Linked DNA regions of Mus musculus: regions 2 and 3 are each linked to region 1. The links are chromatin contacts, called in public HiCAR-type and promoter capture Hi-C maps. All regions are on one chromosome and are shown on one strand. The core of a region is the stretch at or near the end of the contact, and the rest is flanking DNA. Distances in the headings are between cores, read along the strand shown.

The links. Promoter capture Hi-C pulls out the DNA fragments that hold promoters and counts their contacts. HiCAR-type assays count read pairs that join an accessible place to other places.
Region 2: a contact with region 1 is called in a promoter capture Hi-C map of pre-B cells, with 2.7 times the contacts expected there. The contact joins the promoter of Msn here to the promoter of Fam90a1b in region 1.
Region 3: a contact with region 1 is called in a HiCAR-type map of astrocytes, with 2.8 times the contacts expected there. The contact joins the promoter of Amer1 here to the promoter of Fam90a1b in region 1. A contact is called at or near these places in 3 of 39 promoter capture datasets (cranial neural crest, liver and pre-B cells), 1 of 484 Hi-C or Micro-C datasets (CD8 T cells), 1 of 115 datasets of contacts at active chromatin or transcription factors (astrocytes) and 1 of 9 other capture datasets (liver).

The regions. Positions count from the first base shown.
Region 1 is chrX:94,364,733-94,368,581 of GRCm38.p6, forward strand. Fam90a1b (family with sequence similarity 90, member A1B) reads right to left here and starts at 2,045. Exons shown (of 10, transcript NM_001362881.1): 1 at 1,899-2,045; 2 at 927-1,011. It overlaps Apoo (apolipoprotein O), which reads left to right and starts at 2,378. Exons shown (of 9, transcript NM_026673.4): 1 at 2,378-2,430. The coding sequence starts at 2,422.
Region 2 is chrX:96,094,096-96,097,944 of GRCm38.p6, forward strand. It overlaps Msn (moesin), which reads left to right and starts at 1,950. Exons shown (of 13, transcript NM_010833.2): 1 at 1,950-2,148. The coding sequence starts at 2,137.
Region 3 is chrX:95,442,955-95,446,803 of GRCm38.p6, forward strand. Amer1 (APC membrane recruitment 1) reads right to left here and starts at 1,886. Exons shown (of 2, transcript NM_175179.4): 1 at 1,704-1,886.

The sequences.
Region 1 (3,849 bases), core at 795-3,294:
TTTGTACCCTTTCCATACTGAAATACCACATGCTATGTCAGAAAGACTGGACCTCTCCATAACCTCCTAATCCGTCTCCCTTTTGCCCATCTTTCTCCTTCTAGTCACTGTAGCACTGAAGTTAACTTGTCTTTTTGGGACACAGGGTCCCACGTAGCTTAGGCTGGTCTCAAATTCAATCTGTAGCAGACAGTAGCTTGAAGCTAAACCTCCTGCCCCAACACCCCATGTACACTGGGATTACAGATGATCACCACCACACCTGGCTCTTGAAGTTAGCTTTTTGGAGCAATAATTCAGGATTGGTCATTTTCCTCACAAACTCCTTACTGGCAGGGGATATTTTTCTGAGTGGAGAATTTTACACATTTTCTAAAGATTTTTTTTTGGTCCATTTTTTACTGAACACTTGTGAGACTAATCAAATTGCTTAACCTCTCCGTGGTTCCGTCCCCCTTTGGTGTTTTGATCAGTACGTAAGAGATTACTGATTCTACCAAAAAGTTTTTACTCTTTTAAGTATTACATTCCCGTCTGGATGAAGCTCCCCAAATTCTTACTCATATCTTCAAAATACCTTTTAAAAGGAAATTTCAGTAACACGTGTCTTCTTTATGCATAAAATAAAAATTTAATAACGATTGTACTTTTGTAGTAATGAGCATAAGTGATATTTTTAGTTAGCTGCTGTGACTGTAAATGGTTTGAAAATACCTGCTTTCTATTGGCGACACTCGCAAGTACTGCTAATACTAAGGTTTGTTGCCTACACCGTACTTAAATGCTAAAGTTCAGTTAGAGTTTAGTGAAGGTGAAATTGTCATTTCCTTCTTTTCCTAGTTCACATACCCCCGCAACTCCTGGCATTAAGCAAGCGCTTTGGCTGTAACTTATCATCACCATGCTTCCCACTTCTAAGATGTTACCTTACTGATGCAGACAGAGCCTTCCGAGTCTATTCAGTATTTCTCCTCAGGGTCTGGAGATGGAGATGGCTCGGAACACACAATTCTGTTGAGAAGGGGGAAAAAAAAGCCGCTCGTAACATTTGGAAGTTGGTCCGGCAGTAGGCTGAGCTCTAGGGCTTTCTCCTCCCTGAAACTTTCGAACACCGCAAAGTCCCGCTTTAAAAAAAAAAAAAAAAACCAAAAAACTTTGACCACAAATCACTGAACTAAAGCTCCGATACTACATACTACGACAAACCTAACTTCTTACCGAAGCGCTCCAGCTTGTCCCAGACGCGCGGCGCGCCTTTTCCTTCTCTCTCTCTCTCTCTCTCTCTCTCTCTCTCTCTCTCTCTCTCTCTCTCTCTCTCTCTCTCTCTCTCTCTCTCCCTCAGCGAATAAAAACCCCCCTAATTTCCTTAAGGACAGGTGTGTCCCAATCAGTCTCTGGGTAAAAGGACAAGTGACCTTACACTGAAAAAATCTCCGCATCTCCAGGACGCCCGCCCACAGGGCTTCTTCCATTTTCTGTCGAATTAGGACAGAAACGAAATATGAAATACGCCGTCTTTATCGGACCCGCTAGTGTTCCCTGAGGCTAGCGCTGAGATTTCAAGAGGCAGCCTACCTGGAGTTGAATCCTAGCCTTAGATTTTTCACAGCCTTGGACGCTCGGCCGTGACAATTGTGCCCATAGACTTGGGTGGAAAAAATGAAATTATTAAACCAGCGACAACGCCAGTTTTTCTCGCAAATAGCCAAATACTGCCATTTTACGTCTACAAGTATTAAATGGGACCAATATTTGATTGTCAGATTTACACTTTAGTACTTTAAAAAGAAAAACACCGGTACCGGTCATTTTTTCACAAGTAAGCGACATGTTACATTTAGTTTAAACGTAAAACTTAAGGACCGTTCAGCGCAAGGTAAATTCTTTAAGGGAAAAACCTTTTATGAGGTAAATCGATGCCCCAAGGTCGGGTCGATCCGCTGCTTCTCCCTAAGAGACTGGTGCAGTTTACCCTCGTCCGTCGGGCGCCACCGCCTGGCTGCCTCAGCGTGCAGGATTCTCAACCCTCGCAGCCGGAGCCTGGCAGTGGAGGCGAAAGCCAGTCCCCGGCGCGGCAGGGAGCCAGAGAACCGCCTTCTTCTCACCACAGCGTGCGGCCGCCCACACGGACCTGCAGCCTTTTGCCGCCTAGCAACAGCCTGCAAGGAGGCAGGACTGTCTAGGAGGCGGGGTTTGAATTTGTTAGGTTCCCGCGCGCGCCTCTCGGTTGCTAAGCAACGCGACACGCCACCTAGCGGCGCAGGCCGAGCTTTTGGCGGGTTAAGCTGGCGTCACAGCATCATCTCGTGCTCGCTCGTGGTCAAGGGAATCAGGATCTAACCCGGCCACCGTAGTTGCCTTTTTTATAGTGGGAGGGGCCAAGGGAGGGGTGACCCTGCCGGAGCCGCGGCTGCCAGCGACATGTTCAAGGTGAGAATGTGGAGCCGGGTCACAGCTGTCATTGTCCCCTCTCAGCCTCCAGGAGCCCTCCCCACGCTCCCGGGCGTCTTTTTGGGGACCAGACTCGGTTCCTCCTGAGGCCTTTTTCACCTCCGGGCTAAATTCTGGCTTGGCGGCGGTTCATTCAGCACTCGGTACCAGCACCTGTGAGGTTGTGGAGTGAAACCCTAGATTGGTGGGATCGGCCCTTTGAGCTCTCTCGCGAATGAAACACTTTGAAAAGTTAAAACGCCTCTATCGTGCCCACCTCCTCGGCTAATGCCCTTTTGGGGTTGTGGGGAGGATGAAGCCAGGTCTGGGCGCTGCAGGGTTTGTGGCTTTGGTTGCTTGGCAGGATCAAGTTTCAGAACCTGGCCCGTGGGTGGGGGAGGGTCAGCTTCGGAGGATGTCGGGGATGCTGGCTTGGGGCGGGGCGGGGGGGTCTCTCTCTCTCTCCCCCTCATCCCCCCCTCTCTCCCTCCCTTCCCCTCCCTCCCCCTCCCTCCCCCTCCCCCCCTCTCTCTCTCTGTGTGTGTGTGTGTGTGTGTGTGTGTGTGTGTGTGTATGTAGCTGGAGCTTTACTGCCCAGTGAGCATTAGTATGAAGTCGACTCTTCTCCCCTCTTACAGTTTTTTCGAACTGTCCTCCATAAGATGGACATTTACAGTGAAGACTTTCAAAAACCTGTATTTTAGCATAAATTATTCTTTCTTAAACGGCAAATATATTTTGTCATTAAAAAAACCCCACAGGCTGTGCACACCTTTAATCCCAGCACTCAGGAGGCAGAGGCAGTGGATAAATTCATGAAGATGAGTTCGAGGATAGCCTGGTTTACGTAGCGATTTCCAGGACAACCAGTGTTACATAAAGTTTCTGTCTTAAAAAATAGCCACAGGCAGCCAGAAATCTACAAAATCAAGTCTCAAGAAACACAATATTTACAGAATGGTGCTAATGAAATTTCAGACTTGTGCTCCTCATTTCAAAGTTTCTTGCAGCTGCGGTGGGTGTTTGAGGCACAATAGTAAGGGCTGCAAAATGAGACCATGGCTTCTGCCTTCCAGTGCTGTGGTATTGTCAGTTACTAGCTATATGATAATGGACATGTCACTTAACTCCACTTAACTGCCTGTTCCCCCCCCCCCCCATTGTGAAATTAGGGTAATAAAGTCTAACTGTTAAATACTGAGGGGAATTATGTCACTAAATGCAGAGGAAGGATGGACACTGAACTCATAGATTTGTTGGCTCAGCAATGCCATCAGGGTTTACTATGGCATTTACTATGGCATTGTTGGTCTTCCTTATGGTTTCAAGATGACTGACATAACAGTACTTTCTTATTCACTAGGGGAAGAGGAGAGGATAAAACTCCCAAGCTTGGAGTATGTTTTTTCTTCAGGTCTG
Region 2 (3,849 bases), core at 700-3,199, 1.7 Mb after region 1:
TCTCCACTTGGCTTCCTATGCCTCCCTTAGCTTTTTAGTGGTTTGCTCAGCTCCTTAACATGCTACCCAGCTTTCCTTTCTGCATGTGATTGCAGGGAGTAAACGGGAGGATGTGGCATGGCTGGGGATGTGCACACACACATAGGGGTTAGGGAATTACATACTGGGGATTTCCACGTTCCAGAAAGTTGAACTAGTCTGCAGTGGACTTATTTTAGGTATTTATTTTAGTGCCAAGATCTTTTAGGCTCTAGGTGAACATGAATGAAGAAATCAGTGAGTTCCTTTAAATTTGGGAGGTTGAATTGGGTGGAGGGTCCATGGGCCATGGCAGTATCAAGGATTGATTGGCTACCATGTCTACTCCTGCTACTGAAGTCTTCTGAAAGGTGCTATTTTTCCTTGAGGCAAATACTTGGGTTTTGACAGAGAACGTTCTTTTTCCCCCCCCCACCTGTCAATGAACTGCGGTATCAGTGACAGAAATAGAGGCATGTTGGCTCATGAGTGTAAATGCAAGACTTTATACAACCTTTATGTTGTAGGCTACTGAATAGGCTACTTCTTTCTCCTCTTTTTGTAATGTTTGGATGGGAAAGAACCTTGGAAACCCTGTAGTTTGGTCATTGTTAAGGAAGGGGAAACTCAATACTAGAGGGGGGAAGGGAATTACCCAAGAAAGTGCAGAGGACACAGGCTGAGTTCATGATGAAACAATGATCTGAAGCCTGGTGAGTGTTGAGGTGTCCTTTCCACTATTCTGTGTTTGACTCTCCATCACTGAGGTATATGGTAATTTACTTCATGAAAGACACACAACCCATGCTCCTGCACAGTTGCCAGAACTGGAGGGCATATATCACCCGAGAGTCTTATACTCTTATCAAAAAGTGAATGTCTGCCTGGTATTGTCTGAGCACTAAGGTGGTAGAAACAGGAGGACTGGGAATGCAAGTCAACTGGCTGCTGTTAGTGCGCTGTGTCAAAGCAAGTGAATGTATAGAACCGGTGTCAGACATCTGCAATCTAGTTGAGGTAGTAGGATTATGAGTTCAAGACAAACCTAAGCCAGTGTCTTAGAACTGAGAGTTCAAGACAAACCTAAGCTAAATAATGAGTTTAGAGCCAGCTCTGGTGACAGACAAAACAAATCCAAAATGTTGGGGAAGGACTAAGGAAAAGACCAAGACACTGATGTGAGGAGAGTGGGAATTGGAGGACTGAAAGTGAACATAGAAGACAGATAATTGGAAAAGGATCCCAGTTCTGGAGAAAATGAAATAAATAAATAATAAACAAACAAACAAACAAACAAACAAATAAATACAAGGTCGAAGGAAATGTCACAGGTTAAATGAGTCCTCTAGAAGGGAGTGAACTGTTGAGGAGGAGCTGAAGTTTAGCCCAGAAGTTTCCTGAGGAGTAGCAGAACTCTCAGGAGCTGCTATGGACAGCAGAGGATTTGTTGTGGTCCCAGGGAACTTAGGTGTGGCATGATTGGAGGTCACAGAGAAAAAGAGGAGTTCAAATGTCCACAAGCGGGAACTTTCTAACCAACAAGGCTTCCTAGAGAGGGAACTCAGCAGTTCTACTAGGCAACGGGTTCCCAACATTGGTAACTCATGGTTCAGGGCTGAAAAGCATCTGCTAGGGTGTGGCCCCCCAGTCAAGCTCTGGCTCAGACTGGGGGCGGAGTCAGATGGTCGAAACTTGGAGGGAGGGGGGCAGTGAGGAAAGGTGGGAGGGGGCAGAGTGGGCACTAGTGGGGAGTGGGAGTCCTTGGGGAGTTTTGGCCCCGAGCCTGGCCCCCCACGTGGCCAGAGTAGCCTCTCTGGGCTGGGCCGGGCTGGGCGGGGCGATGCCCGAAGCCGCGGGCAGGCTGGCGGGAGGGCGGGGAGAGGCGCGGAAGCCCGGCCACATAAAGGAGCGAGCAGCGCAACGGGGGCGGCTCTTTCCTGGGTGGGGTTTGTAAAGTCGTGGCCCGTTAGCAGGAAGCGGAGCAGTCGCCCAACGCTAGAGTGGGACCCAATCTGAGCACCCGGTTCTCCGGAGTCCTTGCCGAAGTGTACTGCGCGCTCAGAGCAGCCCGACAGTTTCCAGCCAAACTTCACCAACTCCTCTGCCCTTGCCGCCACCATGCCGAAGACGGTGAGTGCCGACAACTAGCGCGGTCGGCCCTGGGGGCTCCAAGCTTGACCCTTGCCACTTTATGGCTTCGGGCTTGGTTGCTCACAGGCCTGCCGGGGATGCTGGGCTGTCCACTAAGGCCCTAGGAAGGAGAAGATAGTGGAGCCCTAATTTGAGCGCTCTAGAGGGTGACAGGGTGTACAAACTAGAAGTGTGGATAAGGAGGAGCCAGCCTTTCTCGGGTTCCAGTTCCCCGCCTCTGGGATGAGACAGTGGAAACTCTTTGAGGGACTGGATCAATCCCCTATTCTAAAGGGTCGTTGGGAACTGGGGAAACGACTTTACTTTTGAGAACATTTCCCCGGCCCAGGAATTGGCGCCTTTCTGTAGCAAAGCTATCACTGTCTCAGAAGAGCCCCCAAGCTTACAGAGAAGCGGGGAGGAGAGAGGAAGTTGCCCAGGGCGGATCCCGCACACCCATCCACCTTTCCCATAACCGCCCCTCTTCTACCCCACTTCTGCTCTGTCCCCTTCCACCGCGTCTTAGCCCCAACTGCTTTCCCCAGGGAAATGAAGATTTGTGAAGGGTCTCATCAACTGGGTTACTTTACCCAGGGGTACAAACACTTCATTAGGCACAAGTCTGTGGAGGGGCCCACACAACCCACTGGAAGACAGGGCAGGTTTCTCTTCCTCTATTAAATCCCTGTCAGACATAGTGCCTCTCTATCCCCTCAGGACCGTTTTGTGAGGTATAGGTTTTCTCCTGTGGGGGCCACACCTATCTAGTGTGGTGGTTGATTTGAGATCTGGTCTCCACCCCACTGGCTGTTGCTCGCAGAAGCCTCCAGGGAGTGAGGCCTAGGGGGGCCGGATGCCCAGTAGGGAGGGGTGGGGGAGGGGTATGTGCTTGACTAATGAGCTCTGCTTGCTTTTGTGCAAGTCACGCCAGGTCCTTGCTCATGAAGGCCCTATGACCACCGTGAATTATGTTTCTTAGGTAATGGGGCTTGCTGGGCTCCCATGTTGTATATTGCTAGCCTACCCATCTCTCTAGTACTGCCTGAGCCTGGTAGAACTGAGACAGTGACTAGGATGCTGGAGAAGGGATGAGGGTGCCTCGGAAGAGAGGAGAGTGAATAGATACAGGAGGTCTTTGTGTCTATATTGAAGTTTCCTTGCTACCCTTACTGTATTCTAGCTACACTGCCTAATCGTCCTTGCCTTCTCAGAACTCTGTTCTTAAGAAATACCAAGGTGGGGTTTTTTTTTGGGGGGGTTCTTTTCTTTTTTTTATTTTTTATTTTTTGAGAGAGTCTCCTGGTCTTATATAAAAGTATACTTTGTGAAAGTATATACATATGTGAAATTACAATTTGCTCCCCTCCTCCACTGCCCTCCTGTCGCCTCCTTCACCCCAAGACTTCCGTTCGGCAGGCAGGTTTCCTTCCTCCCCTCAGTTGTCTTCCCTTCTGTTTTCTTATCACATGTATTCCATTTCGGGGCTTTTTACTTGGGCAGGATCTTACCCTATAACCTAGGCTGGCATGGGACTCCCGATGTAATGTAGGTGGCTTTCAGATTTTTTTTTTTTTTTTTTTTGCCAGTCTTCCTGCTTCAGCCTCCACAGTGCTGAGATTACAGGCTTGAGCCATCATGCCTGGCTTGTTCATTTGTTTTGATAGAGGGTTTGATTCTAGCCAAGGCTGGTTTGAACTCACA
Region 3 (3,849 bases), core at 636-3,135, 1.1 Mb after region 1:
AAGGGAGGGACTTGGACAAGTGTAGGATGAGAGTGTTTGAGTGTGGGAAAGGTGCTGGACTGAAGTCAAAGCAGGGCAGAGTCAGATGCTGGAAATAAAAGACCAGCTGCAAAGATGTGTTGAGGTCTGGTCAATTAGGTAGGGGTGAAAATAATGTGGTATCCCCAATCCTAGCTTGGGTGTATGTGTGTGTGTCTATATAGCTATATCTATAGATAGATAGATAGATAGATAGATAGATAGATAGATAGATAGATATCCCATGTTAACGTTACAAAGTAAGAGATTTATTTACTGGGTCTCAATGCCCCACTATAAAGCTGTCCAGCCTGCACAGTCCCTTAGTCAAATCCCCTCTCTTATTCTTCAGGAATGCCTTAATAGTCCAGAGTGGTGCACAGAGTAGGGCACTCGAAGGAATGGGCTTTGTTGGAATCTCCAATGGTAGGACAGAAAGTCCAACAATGCAGTGCCCGGAGACCAGTCCATACCAGTGTTGCTGAGGCAGGCCAGCCAGAGACGCAGAAGACATATGCGAACAGGGCTGTCTACACTTCTCTCAAGGCGAGTCCAGCGACAGGGAGGATGGTCCTGCTGTATTAGTCCCGCTGCCGCCTTTGCCTCCCATGGCTCATCTGGCAAGCTTAGCCCCTCAAAGGGGAGCTCAGGAGAAATCACGCCTTTGGGCGGTCACCAGTGTCAGAGGTGTCTGCAGCAGACAATGACAGCAGTCTGGCAGGCTGGGTATTTTAAGTAACTGAGAAGTTGTAGGATTTGTCTGCCTTATATATACTGTGTGTTCTTTACTACAACGACGGCCCCCTCCGCCTCTAGCAGGGAAATCCCCCCACAATATTGTGCCTATTGCTATTTTAAACCAAAGGCTGGAGAGAAAAAGAAAAAAAAACGCGCCCTATGCCCTACAAGGGAAAAGAGGCGCGTAGGGGGTGGGGGCGGCAACAAAGCGGCCTTGCAGCTCTAACCCAAGGGCCAGTAAGAGCTCCTGGTCCAGCCCGCCTGCAATGGGGGTGGGAGCCAAACGACAGACTGGAGGCCCAGGAGGGGGTGCGGCTGGTTGGGACCATAGGACCAAGGTTCCAGGATAAGTGGGAAGTTCAGAAACCCAACTGTGCTCCCTTGAGGAGGAACAGACTGTGGATATCTTAATCCACCCTAAAGCCAGTCTCAGTCTGGCCATAAGCGAGCGCGCCAGCTTCCTCTGCAGAGGAGAGACATAGGAGATGCACCGCAGAGGGGAGGGGCCACAGCAAGGCCTCGCGGGTGAGCAGCACCGGCCTAACAGCTGTTCCAGAAAATATACTACAAACAAAGATAAGGAGTTCCCGGCCTGCAAATGCGTTCTCCGGGTGCTGGCTAGCGGCGCCCTTCCCGGAACCACGCAACAGCACGTGTGGGCCCATCCCAGCCTCCCATTACAACCTAGAGGCGTAGCCCAGGATAGTCCGCCCGCCTTCCGGCCCTCCCACCCCACCCCCCAGCCACGGTCGCCCGGACCCTAAAGACTAACGGCCGCTGGGCCCTTCGCTGGACAGTACGCAAAGCGAGTTCAAAGAAAGACCAGCAAGAGGCTGGGACTCCGATCAGCCAGGCTCTGGAAACCCTAGTCCAGGAGACCAGAGCGGAGCACGCGGGGATGCACTAGACCTTCAGCAGGATGGCTCTTAGCTGTGTGCAATGCTTACCCTGCCAGGTCCAGCTCCCAGCGCTGTTTATTGTCTGCTGCGCTGCTCCGATTTGAGCTGGAGCCTCTGCTGAGAACGCCACCACTGCTCCTGCCGCAGCCTTCACCGGGACTACAGCAGTCTTCTGCGCCGACTACCCTTCTCCAGGCTCTGGGCAGCTCCCCCATACCCCCTTCACCCCGGACTCCACAGTTATAGGGTGGGACGTCCGTGATATGATTGGCAGGCATACAGTCCAATCATGACGGCTGGAAGGCATGCCCTCGCCCGCCCACTGTTTTCCTTGGTGCTTCTCTCTTTAAATGCAAATAAATCGGGCGTGGTATTGGCAGGGGGGCGGAGAGGTTGTCGAACCCCTTGCAGGGACTCCCTACTTCCGCTCCCACGCGGGGCGGGTTTCAGCGTGGCTACACACCCTACTCCCGGAGCTAGTCCCGCCCAAATGGGACTTGCCAGACTCTTGGAACTCGGTTTCGATTTTGCATACATTCCTCATTCCTTAACTTGGTGCTTTTGCGCTACTGCTCCCAGGTTGCTACCAAAGAGTTTCTCCACTCAGTTCGAGACTAGCTGTGAGAAGTGGGGGAGAAAAGGAAGGAGCCAGAGATTGTGGGGCCTGCAGAAACCTTTAGCACCATGGTTGGCTAATTATTAAGAGTGGCAGCAGGGCCAGGTGGCTGGTCTTCCCAGAGAGGAAATCACCTGTCAGGAAAGTGACCTGCCTCTTGGTCCTCCCACCCCCACACCACCTGGCTCCTTAGCCCTGCACTTTCCTTGCTTGCCCCAGGCTCTTAGGGAAGGCAAGATTGAGGTCAACTACCATCAGTGCTGCCTGGGAAAAGGCACTTCACCTCCGTTACTTAGACTGCCAGTAACTGGGACATATTTGGAATATAGACCTATACTTACCTTTCAGGGTACCTTTCACTTTTCTTCCCTAGGAAAATAACTGTTTTTAGAGTATACTATTTCAATAGTTGGCCTCTCACCTAAATTCCATACCTTCCAACGAACATGGAATGATTCTCAAGATCTCCAGGCGGGCAGTGGTGGCACATGCCTTTAATCCCAGCACTCGGGAGGCAGAGGCATGCGGATTTCTGAGTCTGAGGCTAGTCTGGTCTACAATGTGAGTTCCAGGACAGCCAGGGCTATACAGAGAAACCCTGTCTCCAAAAACAAAAGCAAAATTAAACAAACAAAGATCTCCAGAGCACACTTCATCAATTGTGAGTCTGGTCTGTGCAGATCCCTTTTCTAGATAGGGAAAGAAGTTTTGTGTGAGCCCTAACCAGAGGTCATACTGAGGAACACTGAGGAGGCCTGTCAGACCAGCCTTACAGGCTACTGTGTCTGGAATGTGGCAACGGGCCAGCTGAGCTTAGGCCTCTAACTAGCCTAAAGACATTAAGTGGCATTAGTAACTGCCAGTGCCAGGTGAGCTGGAGCAACAAAGAATCCGGTTGTATAACCAGCTCTGGAATGTACAGAAATCCCAGCTTGAAAACTCCTTCAATGTCTAAAAGGGGAGGGAGAAGTGAATTGAGGGTGAGGATCAGAGAAGGATTAGAAAACAATGGCAGTCCCCACCTCCAACCCCCAATGAATAGTCACCTGTTGCCCTGTTGGATCTTGTCTACCTTGTAAATACACAGAAGCTGAACTAGTGAGACGTGGACTGCTGCCACTGCCTGTGTGAAGCTAAGGAATTGTTGTGGCTGTTAAGGGCTGGCATCTATCTACTCTTCTTTCTGCCTCAGACTTGCTATGAGACCTTGGCCAACCTGGTCTCCCATCGGAGCCAATTATTCGATTTTCCCAAAGAGGTAAGAAACTTGATCAGTTCAACTCAATCCTTTCTATAATATTTCATGACCTTCAATGAGATTCTAGATATCTTCACCAAAAATTTGCAATATGAATCAGAATCAGAGTCCTAGGCCTGGATCTCAGTAAACATTGAATGGCAACCTGCTGCTAACTCAGTATAGCTTTGCTGTAGAAATCATTCCCCCAGCCTGCTTTGAATGGCCGGACTATAACATTTCCTTGGATCTCTGCTTTCCAGCTTTGCAAAACCCCAATTCTCATTTGTTAGGCTGGACATGCCGTATTTCCTATTCATACTCTATCATACTCTGCTAAC